2 separate regions of the Sus scrofa genome follow, and region 1 is linked to region 2. A link is a contact called in public HiChIP or PLAC-seq data. All regions are on one chromosome and are shown on one strand. The core of a region is the stretch at or near the end of the contact, and the rest is flanking DNA. Distances in the headings are between cores, read along the strand shown. Region 1 has its middle 18 kb from the start of RBM47. Region 2 overlaps RBM47 (RNA-binding protein 47).

What was found. HiChIP or PLAC-seq counts read pairs in DNA pulled down with a chosen protein or histone mark.
Region 1: a contact with region 2 is called in an H3K27ac HiChIP or PLAC-seq map of alveolar macrophages. The contact joins two enhancer-like sites. A contact is called at or near these places in 1 of 5 promoter capture datasets (fetal skeletal muscle) and 1 of 2 datasets of contacts at active chromatin or transcription factors (alveolar macrophages).

Annotation. Positions count from the first base shown.
Region 1 is chr8:31,706,490-31,711,225 of Sscrofa11.1, reverse strand. No RefSeq gene overlaps it. Among named protein-coding and RNA genes, the nearest start is that of RBM47, 18 kb to the right of the region's middle. Within about 2 kb of position 2,110, at least 5 of the 83 cell types and tissues checked have an H3K27ac peak or open chromatin away from gene starts, as enhancers often do. A contact at or near this core is called in alveolar macrophages, where this site is marked.
Region 2 is chr8:31,566,293-31,571,091 of Sscrofa11.1, reverse strand. The region is part of intron 3 of RBM47 (RNA-binding protein 47); the gene reads left to right. Among named protein-coding and RNA genes, the nearest start is that of RBM47, 120 kb to the left of the region's middle. Within about 2 kb of position 2,556, at least 12 of the 83 cell types and tissues checked have an H3K27ac peak or open chromatin away from gene starts, as enhancers often do. A contact at or near this core is called in alveolar macrophages, where this site is marked.

The sequences.
Region 1 (4,736 bases), core at 861-3,360, 140 kb before region 2:
TGGCTTTTTCACATTTCACATCCTGTATCTGTCTCTGACAGGTTTGAAAGGGGCCAGGGCTATTAAAGGGAATGGAAGAAATTGAATTAGTAGGTCAGGAGGAGGTGTCTTCAGACAGGCACTGATACTTCAGTGGGACTGAGATCTCAGATCAACTATGCCACCTGCTTGAGTCATCTGGTTTCCCACATCCTCTTTTAAAGGAGCTAGGCACGTTCCTCCACTCTAAGATACAATTACGAGTTCACATGGTCTGGTTATAAGGCCAGAGGGATTCTCTGTTATCCTTGATGACTCAGAGCAACAGTTCACCACCTATTTTACTGACCACAACCCGGGTTTCCTGCACTGATAGATTATTGAGTCCTTTGCTGGGTTTTTTAAAAGGTAAAACTTACCAGATGGTAACCTCTGGTTATTTCCTGATCTGCTTGGCCAGATGGCACTTTCGGTGATAAAACTGTACAGTGCAAAGAGGTTTCATTATGTTCCATGTCTTCTCTGCACTGTTTCTCATATAGCAACATTTCGGCTCACACAGACTTTTTCTTTTCTTTCCCTTTTTTTTTTTTTTTTTTTTTTTTTTGTTTGCTTTTTATGGCCGAACCTGCAGCATATGGAAGTCCCAGGCTAGGGGTCTAATAAGAGCTGCAGCTGCCGACCTATGCCATAGCTGGTGGCAACGTGGAATCCTTAACCAGGGATGGAGCCCATATCCTCATGCATACTAGTAGGGTTTGTAACCCACTGAGCCGCAACGGGAACTCCTTACACAGACTTTTTTTTTTGAACCCAGACACATAGACATTCAAAGATGAAACCTGATGAGGGAAGCTCCCAGAGTCGGGTTAGCCTGGAGTCATCATCTAGTTGCAGTTTGATTAGACATTCAAATTAAATTATAGAAATTTCTATTTAGATACTCACTTTGATTATGAGCATTGGAAAATCCATCGTTAGCATGGTGGTTACTACTGCATTATCATTCTTGTTGTATTGATAATTAACATTGTATAGAACACTTCCACATTGCCATTCACAGAGCAGCTCTTAAAATACTGACTTATTTGATCTATATTATTATCTTTTGGGGAAGTGTAGGAGGGTGGATGAGAGAATAAGCTTCAAGCTTTTACCAAGTTGGGTTTGAGTCCCATCTCTGCTCTTAGATTTGGTTAGTCTCAATGTCCTTATCTGTAAAATGGGGATAATAGTACCTAATTCATTCAGTTGTAGGCGGATTTGGAGATATAATACAAAGAGCCTAGCTCAGTTCTTGGCATACAAAGCACCTAATAAACAGTAGCTATTACTACTGTTGTATCATTATTCTCCTTTGCTGCATGAGGAAATCGAGGCTGAAAGAGATGAAAAAATTTACTCAGGGTCTTTGATGCCGTAAGTGACAAAACTGTGCTGCAAATGTAGGTCTTTTGGATTCAAAACATGTGTGTATTCCTTCCATGCTATGACATTTTACCCCCCAAAGAACTGTTTTAATACACTAAAAATGCCTCACACTGTTTTTCAACTTGTTAAAAAGGTTTTTTTTTTGTTTGTTTTTAAGCTTTATTTGCTGTTTTTGCTTTTGCTTTGTTCCCTTTACCTATTTCTTGATAGTGTGCTCTCTCTCTCTCTCTTTCATTTAATAGAACCCAAATTAGGGAATTTGAAGAGGTGGTTTCTGACTCATCTCATAGCCAAACAGCTCCAAATTACCTTTGAGTGCCTACCTTTTTGAAAGTCTCCCAGCATCCCCTTAGATCTTTGGAGCTGGAAGTTCTCTTCCATGTCATCCAGCACCGCTGCTTCATGAGAGCAGAGGAAAGTACAGAGGCAAAGTTAGCACAGGAGGTCCAAACTAGTGAAGGAGCCAGAGCTAGCACCCAGGATTCCAGTCCAAGTTTCTTTCTTCTTCTCTTCACTCTTCAGTGAGAGTTCTGTCTCCTCTACCCTTTGACTGAAGCTAGTGTACGTTCTCTTCATAACCCTATGTGACGTGTTCGACGATCATTTTAAATACCAGCTGGTTACACAATTGGGACACTGGAGACATCACAGTCATCAGACCAGCAAGGCTTCTTTGGAAATCATTCTGTCAAGATGGCTGTCTCCTCCCCTGTTTTTGTTCTGGTCTTAGGGCGGTAACAGGAAGCTTTCCCGTGACATACCTAAGCCTTCCTGCTTTGGCAGAATTGAAAGTAGGGCAGTACTGGCCAATCCCGTGGTTTTTCTGTGTCTCCCTATGGTCATAACCAATATTAGGAAGTATGACAGTTTAAATTCTGTGCTTGCAGTCTTCCTCCATTCCTTCCTTCCTCCCAACCCTCCTTTCTTCCTCCCTTCCTTCCTAAGCCAAGGACCCTGCTAACCCCAAATTTGGAGAGTTTCCAAAAGTTAGGCCTCTTTAAACTTGAGCTTCTAAGAGATCCTTTCCCCCTTCTGTCTCCCACAGTCACAGGGCCTACCTCACGGTGCACCCAAAGGCAGTGAAATCACAAGTGCACAGATGAGGAAAAAAGTATGTGCGCAGTTTTGCATTGATTCCTATTTTGAGCACATGACCTAAACCAAACCATGCTGGTCATCTTGTGTTTTGAACTGGGTATGAGTTCTTTTCAAATCCTTCTTGTCATTTAAACTTAAGTTTCCTTTCTCACTAGCTGGGACACCTTGGGTGGTCATTTGACCTCTCTGGATTTCTATTTTTCCATCTCTTGATGGCTATGTTAATAGCTCAGAGGGCTAGCCGAAGAAATAAGTATTACCTGTCCTGCACATGGCAGCCCTTTAAAAATGCTCATATTCCTTTTTCCTTTCCCTTCTTAGTGTCTCTATTGCCCCTCTTTAAATCTGTCTTGGTTCTTTCCTTATTTATACCAACAACATGGTAGAACTCGGGGTCATTTTCCTGTGCCAACTCCCATTTCCTACACTGCCTGCTGTTTAGTTCATTTCCATTTCTGCTCAGCAGGGAAGACCAACTTGCCTTCTCAGGGCTTTGGGATTTGTGTTTCTGTTTGTTTGTGTGAAGTCTGACATTGTGGGGCATCAGCCTGCACCTTCCATCTGATCTCTGTTAGTCCTGGTTCTTCCAGGGGACAGGCCTTCCTTGGCAGTGAGATTTTAAAATAACACCACCAGCAAAGCACAGAAATTCAGCTGAAACCAGCCTTCCCTAAAGTCAGCCAAAAGCTTGGATTCCACCCCAGGATTACATCTCCTTTCTGGCTATTTATTTAGCCTGCAGCTTACTAGAGGGCTGGTATTCACCCTGTGATAAAAACTACAAAGATAGCAGCTTTCTTAAAGACCAGCGGCATCTTTGAGTTGCCTCAGGCTTATCTGCAGCAATTTTCCTGTAGCCATCCTGCCCACCCTCAGGCCTCTGGCCACTGGTTTTTCACACCCTTGGAATTTACTCCAGGGATTCCTAATGGCAGGGCAAAACTGCTTGGAGACTTGCCCTGAATTGAAAGGACCCTTTTCTTTGCAATAAGATCACAATCAGAGTCAGTCCCTCGGGGAGGAGCAAGGAGAGGTTTCTTAACCTCTCAAGATGCAGAATTCCCCTTGGCCCAGAAGTGCAGGGTCAGGAACGTGGCTTGAAACTTCTTCCTGTGTATGCAGGGATTAAAGCCAGGAAGCCAAGCAATCACGTATTCTTTCATCAAATATGCATTGGGCATTGACTCTGTACAAGGCGCTCTGCTAGGGCTTGGGTTGACAAGAGAGTAAGTCACAGTTCCCAGTGGGCAAAGGCAAGTACACCTACACCTGAGTACAATCTCACCTGATGCACATCATAAAAGAGGTCTGGGAGCTCCGGCTGGGGCACAATAGAATCAGTGGCAACTTGTGTGTTTTGGGACATAGGTTCGAGCCCCAGCCTCGCTCAGTGGATCTGGTATTGCCACAGCTGTGGCTTAGATCTGATCCCTGGCCTGGAAACTTCATATGCTGCAAGGCGGCCAAAAAGGAAAAAAAAAAAAAGAGGTTTGTGCAAAGGGCCAAGGATCTCAGGGGATAGAGGCCCTCACCCTGGATGGTGGAGTGTGGTGGATGAAAATAGCATAACAGAGGAGGCAACCATCCTGCAGCACTTCATGAATGGAGAGCTCAACTGACCAGAGACAAATCGATATAAGGGCCAAAGTGCAGGAGAAAGAAGAGACTATTTGGTTTGGAACCCTGCAGAAGTAGGTCCTGAGACAAGGACTTGAATGCAATAGTTACTTTGAGAGATGACCCCGGGAAACAGCAGGAAAGTATGGAATGCAACAGGAGTGGACGAAGGGTGTGTTGTTAAGACAATTGCCATTGAGGGTGATTAGAGCTTGACCCCTTTGGGGAGCTCTGGGAGTCAGTACAGCATCAAGTATATATCGCTCAGAGTTATCCCAACAGAAGGGCAAAGAAGCTGGAAGAGGAGGGATTGTTTCCAGGGACACTTCTGACTTGCCCTGCCCAGGGTGCTCTTGCAGCCAAAGAAAAGCCACAGAGAGAGAAATGCAGATGTTTACAGCAATTTTTAGTGTAAACTGGTAAATGTGGCCCGATGTGAACAAGGCCCCCCCATAGCATGAGACATGATAGGCACCGAGACACGAAAAGAGCACCACGAATTATGGACCATTAGTGAAGGAACAAGCGAAAAAATTGAAAAAGAAAGTGGGAGTCAAACTGGATGCCTTGTCAGGGGTTGGATCTTTATTTGTTAGGGGATGGGAGTCACT
Region 2 (4,799 bases), core at 1,307-3,806:
TTAGTTAATTAATTCTCCAACCTAAGTTCAGTTCTTAACTGATGTGTCTTTTGCCACATTGGTGCATATAAAGAGTCTAAAATGGAGATTTCTTATAATTTTTCCTTCATTTCTGAAAAGATCTAAGTACCATTAATGGTATTCTATTTCTTCAATTAATTATTATTATTACTGTTTTGTAGTTTTGCTTCCAGTAAATGCATTAGTGACAACCACTCAAAAGAAATTTAATAAGCAGCCATTGTTAATCACATGCTTGTAAATTTGTGGGCTGTTTCTACTTCCTTCATAAAAGAATGTTTTCACAGTAATCTCTTTTTCCGATTTAAAAAAATCATCCATTTGAGTAATTATGAGGAGTCATGACTGATTCATTTTCATTAACACTTCAGATCAAAGTGATTTTCATATTAATCTTTTCATAGTTTCACTTGGGACTGACTCTGGGACTAATCATTTTAGTGTAGGCAGTCCTAAAAACATATTGTGTTAATAAGCTGCTCCATTGACACTGGGGGGGGGGGTTCCTTTTCTGTAAAACAAAGCTGGAGAAATGAGGTCTTTCTCAAACACTGAGGTGTCAGAAGCATAGAAGAATTTCAGATTGGAAGCCTGAAACAAATATGGTAGGAGGAGAACAGACAGGCACGCACATGCCTGCCCTTAGTATTCAGAGGCAGCATCTGTTAACGTGACTTTCCTTCTTCCTAATTGTTTCCGTGGTTTTTCCCCAAACAGCTAAAGAGATTAAGCTGTGAGGTCTTTGTTTCACAATGATGCTTCATAAGCTAAATTTTTTAATAATAGAACTATTGTCGATATTTCGTTACATTTTTCTAGTTGTTATTTCTATAGCATTGGTTGGGATCATGCTGTATGTAATCTCACATTATAAAAGAAAGAAAATCTTTCTCTCCCTCCCTCCCTCCCTTTCTTTTTCTTTCTTTCTTTCTTTCTTTCTGGCCATACCCATGTCTTATGGAACTTCCCAGGCCAGGGATCGAACTCACACCACAGCAGTGACCCAGGCCACAGCAGTGACAATGCCGGATCCTTAACTGCTAGGCCACCAGAGGATTCTCATTCTGTACTATTTTCTTAATCTCACATATCATAAACCCTCACTCATGACATTAAAATTCTTCATAAATATAATTTTTAGTGGCTGAACAATTAATATAATTTTTAGTGGCTTCTCTACTGCTATTTATTAAACCATTCCCTCAAGGTGAAGCATTTGGATATTATACATAATTTTGAGATAAACATCTTTGTATGTAAACTTCATTTTTATTATTTCCTTATGATAAATCTTAGTGATATAATTGCCAGGTGAAAAGAATGGACTTTTTTAGGACTCCTCATATGTATTATAATTTTCTTCTGAAAGGTTTTTAATCAATTTATGTTTCTCTTAATGAAGAGTGACATTTTAGCACAATTCATTAAAAATATTTGCTAATTTTATTGATTAAAAGTGATATTGTTTATATAATTCTTGCTCTTTTAGCATGTATTTGCTTATCAATCACGTTGAACATTTTGTTGGGTTTGAGAGTCATTTGTAATTCCTAAAAGTGAGAGATTAAACTATATACGCCATGCATATAGGATAAGCATATTAATTGGCATACTTCCTATTTTTAGCCGATAGGACATCTAAATAGATTGTAGAATATTCTTTTAAGTAGAAGAATGGAAAGGAAGGAGCAAGTGAAGAGTGGATGTGGGCGGGGGGTGGGCATGAGGGAAGAAGAGCCTAGACTGTGGTCGGTGTTGGGGGGCAGTAGAGGAGTCAAGAGCAGATCATTGTCTTGAGGGGAACTGAGGAAGGACAGGTTCATGAAGCCTGAGATGGAAAGAGCATGAAATTGACAAAGAGCAGGAAACGAAAGGGCCAAGTGGAGCCGGAGGCCCGTCACTGGGCAGAGGGAGAGAGGCCGGAAGGCTAACGAGTGAGGGAGGCGCCCACTAATTGTGATCCCTCAAGTCCGCCTTTCACGAGGCCTCGGGAGCTTCCTGGGAGTTTTCCAGGCAGGCTCTTGTTTATGTGAGTCTGTATTTCCCCACATTTCGCATTTGGTGGTTTCCAAGGGTATGGATCTTTCGTATTCCCCCCCCCCCCCACCTCGTGTGTCTCTTAAGTGTGTAGTTTATTAATTGCTTCTCACAAATGAGGTCACTGAGACTATGACTGGTGTATTTTTTACTTCTTGGCCCCCAAGTCAGTTTTCCATAGCATGGACATTCTCTTGAATTAAAGAACCAGAGAAAACTACAAGCGGAAAGGTCTGCTGAGTTCAGTACATTGAGCAATGCAGTTAAGGACTGAGGGTGTGGGTTGGCTCAAACCTATATTTTTAAAAACAATATTCCAGCTTGCTGTCTGATGGTTATCAGCACTCACTCACACCATAGGTTTGTGCTTTTACTGCTTCTGGGTGAATGCTGTGCCGTAATAAATGTTTTGCCCCGTGTTACTGCCCTGATATATGGCACCACCCTCCTCCTGGTTGCTCAGGCTGACATGTGAGTCATTCTGGACGCAGCCATCCTGCAGGTCATCCATTAGCCAGCTCTGTCAACTGTGCCTTGATGACACAACTGAAAGTCCACTTCTCTTCCCAGGACCCCAGTGTCACTTTACCAGGCTAGTCTAAGCCACCGTCATCCCATCCCTGGATGACCAGAACCGCCTCAGCACCCCCCTCTCTGCTTCCTCCCATGCGTGCCTGTGATTTCTTCTCGCTCCAGAGTGATCTTGAGAAAATCAAATCTCTTGGAGTTCCCATCATGGCTCAGCGGAAACGAATCTGATCAGTATCCATGAGGACACAGATTCGATCCCTGGCCTCCCTCAGTGGGTTAAGGATCCTGTGTAGCTGTGGCTGTGGTGTAGGCCAGCAGCTCTAGCTCCGATTTGACCCCTAAACTGGGAACCTCCATATGCTGTGGGTGTGGCCTTGAAAAAAAACAAAAAACAAAGAAAAGATCAAATCTCATCCCTTCTCCGCTCAAAATCCTTCATTAAGCCCAGCAGAATCAAAGTCCTGGCCTATAGGCCCCTCGTCTGATCCCTGCCTGCTCCTCTCACCCCCCCTTCAGCCTCACTGCCCCTTTCTTGCTGAATTCTTCAGAGACCCCAAGTTTGCTCCCCTGCTGCAGTCTTACCTGAAGAGAGACAGAACTTTCCTGACCACCCTAACCAAAATAGCCCCCATTTTTCCCTCTTAACCCTGCTGTATTCTCCTTTATAGCATTTGCGATTATACCCCCTCTTCAAAACATACATATTTGCTTGTTCTGGGGGGTTTTGGGTGTGTGTTTCTAGGGTCATACCGGCAGCATATGGAGGTTCCCAGGGTGGGGGTCGAATCAGAGCTGCAGCTGCCGGCCTACACCACAGCCACAGCAATGCCGGATCTGAGCCCATCTGCAGCCTACACTGCAGCTCATGGCAATGCCGATCCTTAACCCACTGAGCAAGGTCAGGGATCAAACCTGCGTCCTCACTGATAGTAGTCATATTCATTTCTGCTGAGCCACGATGAGAACTTCCATATTTGCTTGTCAATCATGTTTACCCAACGTAACAGGAAGGACCTTGTCAGTCTTGGTCACCACTTTATCTTCAGGGTCTAGAACGAAGCAGATGACAGTAGCCATTTGCTGAATGACTAGAATGCCTCATGTAACCAGTTCAAAATTGAGTTTCTTGAAAAGTTACCATTTGGTCACAGAAAATTAAGTTCGTTGTGTCTAAACCATTTGCTTCAATACTATTTTATGTTGTTCTTTTTCTTGACCACTCACTCCTTGCTAATTTTAGCCATCTGTCTACACTGATCAGCCTTGCAATTGATCTTTTAAAGGTATCCTCTTGTTTCTAATTCATGACTTAGCCAGTGTTTATAGATCCACAGCAGCTAAGGTTTAATTTGCCCTATATTTTGTGTTTTCATTGTTTGACATTTAATTGTCCCTCCAAAAAGATGCTTAGCTCCTGGCTAGTAGAGGAGGATCTCTCCTAGTAGAGCCAGGATCCAGGTCAGGGTCCAAGTATCTGACTGCTTCTCCCCCCTGGACTTAGGTCCTGGAGTATTACTGAAGTAAAGGTGTTTGGATAGAAAAGCATAGGACTTGGTAAATCCAGAACGGTAGGGGATTTCTGCGGTAATTCAGAGGAAATTATTAAAACAACATTTAATTATTAAAGCGCAAATCTCACATAATACTTTGCGAAATCACACACTTCTTGAGTTCTCATTACCCTGGTTGCCCATTCTAAAGGGGGCAGGGGATTCTATTTTTTACATTATGACTTTTCTCAAAGGTAGAACACGGAGCTTGGATTTTACATATTATTTATGACTTTGTAATAGATTATCTCCTCTCCACCTGAATTCAGTATTTATTCTGAACTTGCTCTTTTTTATTTTTTTCCCCATTTAAAAAAATTTTATTGAAGTCTAGTTGATTTACAATGCTGTGATCATTTCTTCTGTACGGCAAAGTGATTCACTTACACGTATACACACATCCATTCTTTTTCAGATTCTTTTCCCATATAGATTATCACAGAATATTGATTGGGTAGAGTTTCCTATGCTGTACCGCAGGTCCCCATTGGCCAGTCATTCCATATGCAGTGCGCATGGGCCAGTCTCAAATCCCCAGGTCCCCCCTCCCGCCACCCCGCCTGTCTCCTTTGGTCATCATAAGTTTGTTTACAAAGTCTATGAGTCTGTTTCTTGACCTTTCTCTTTTAAAAATAAAATAAATCTGTTAAAACTATCACA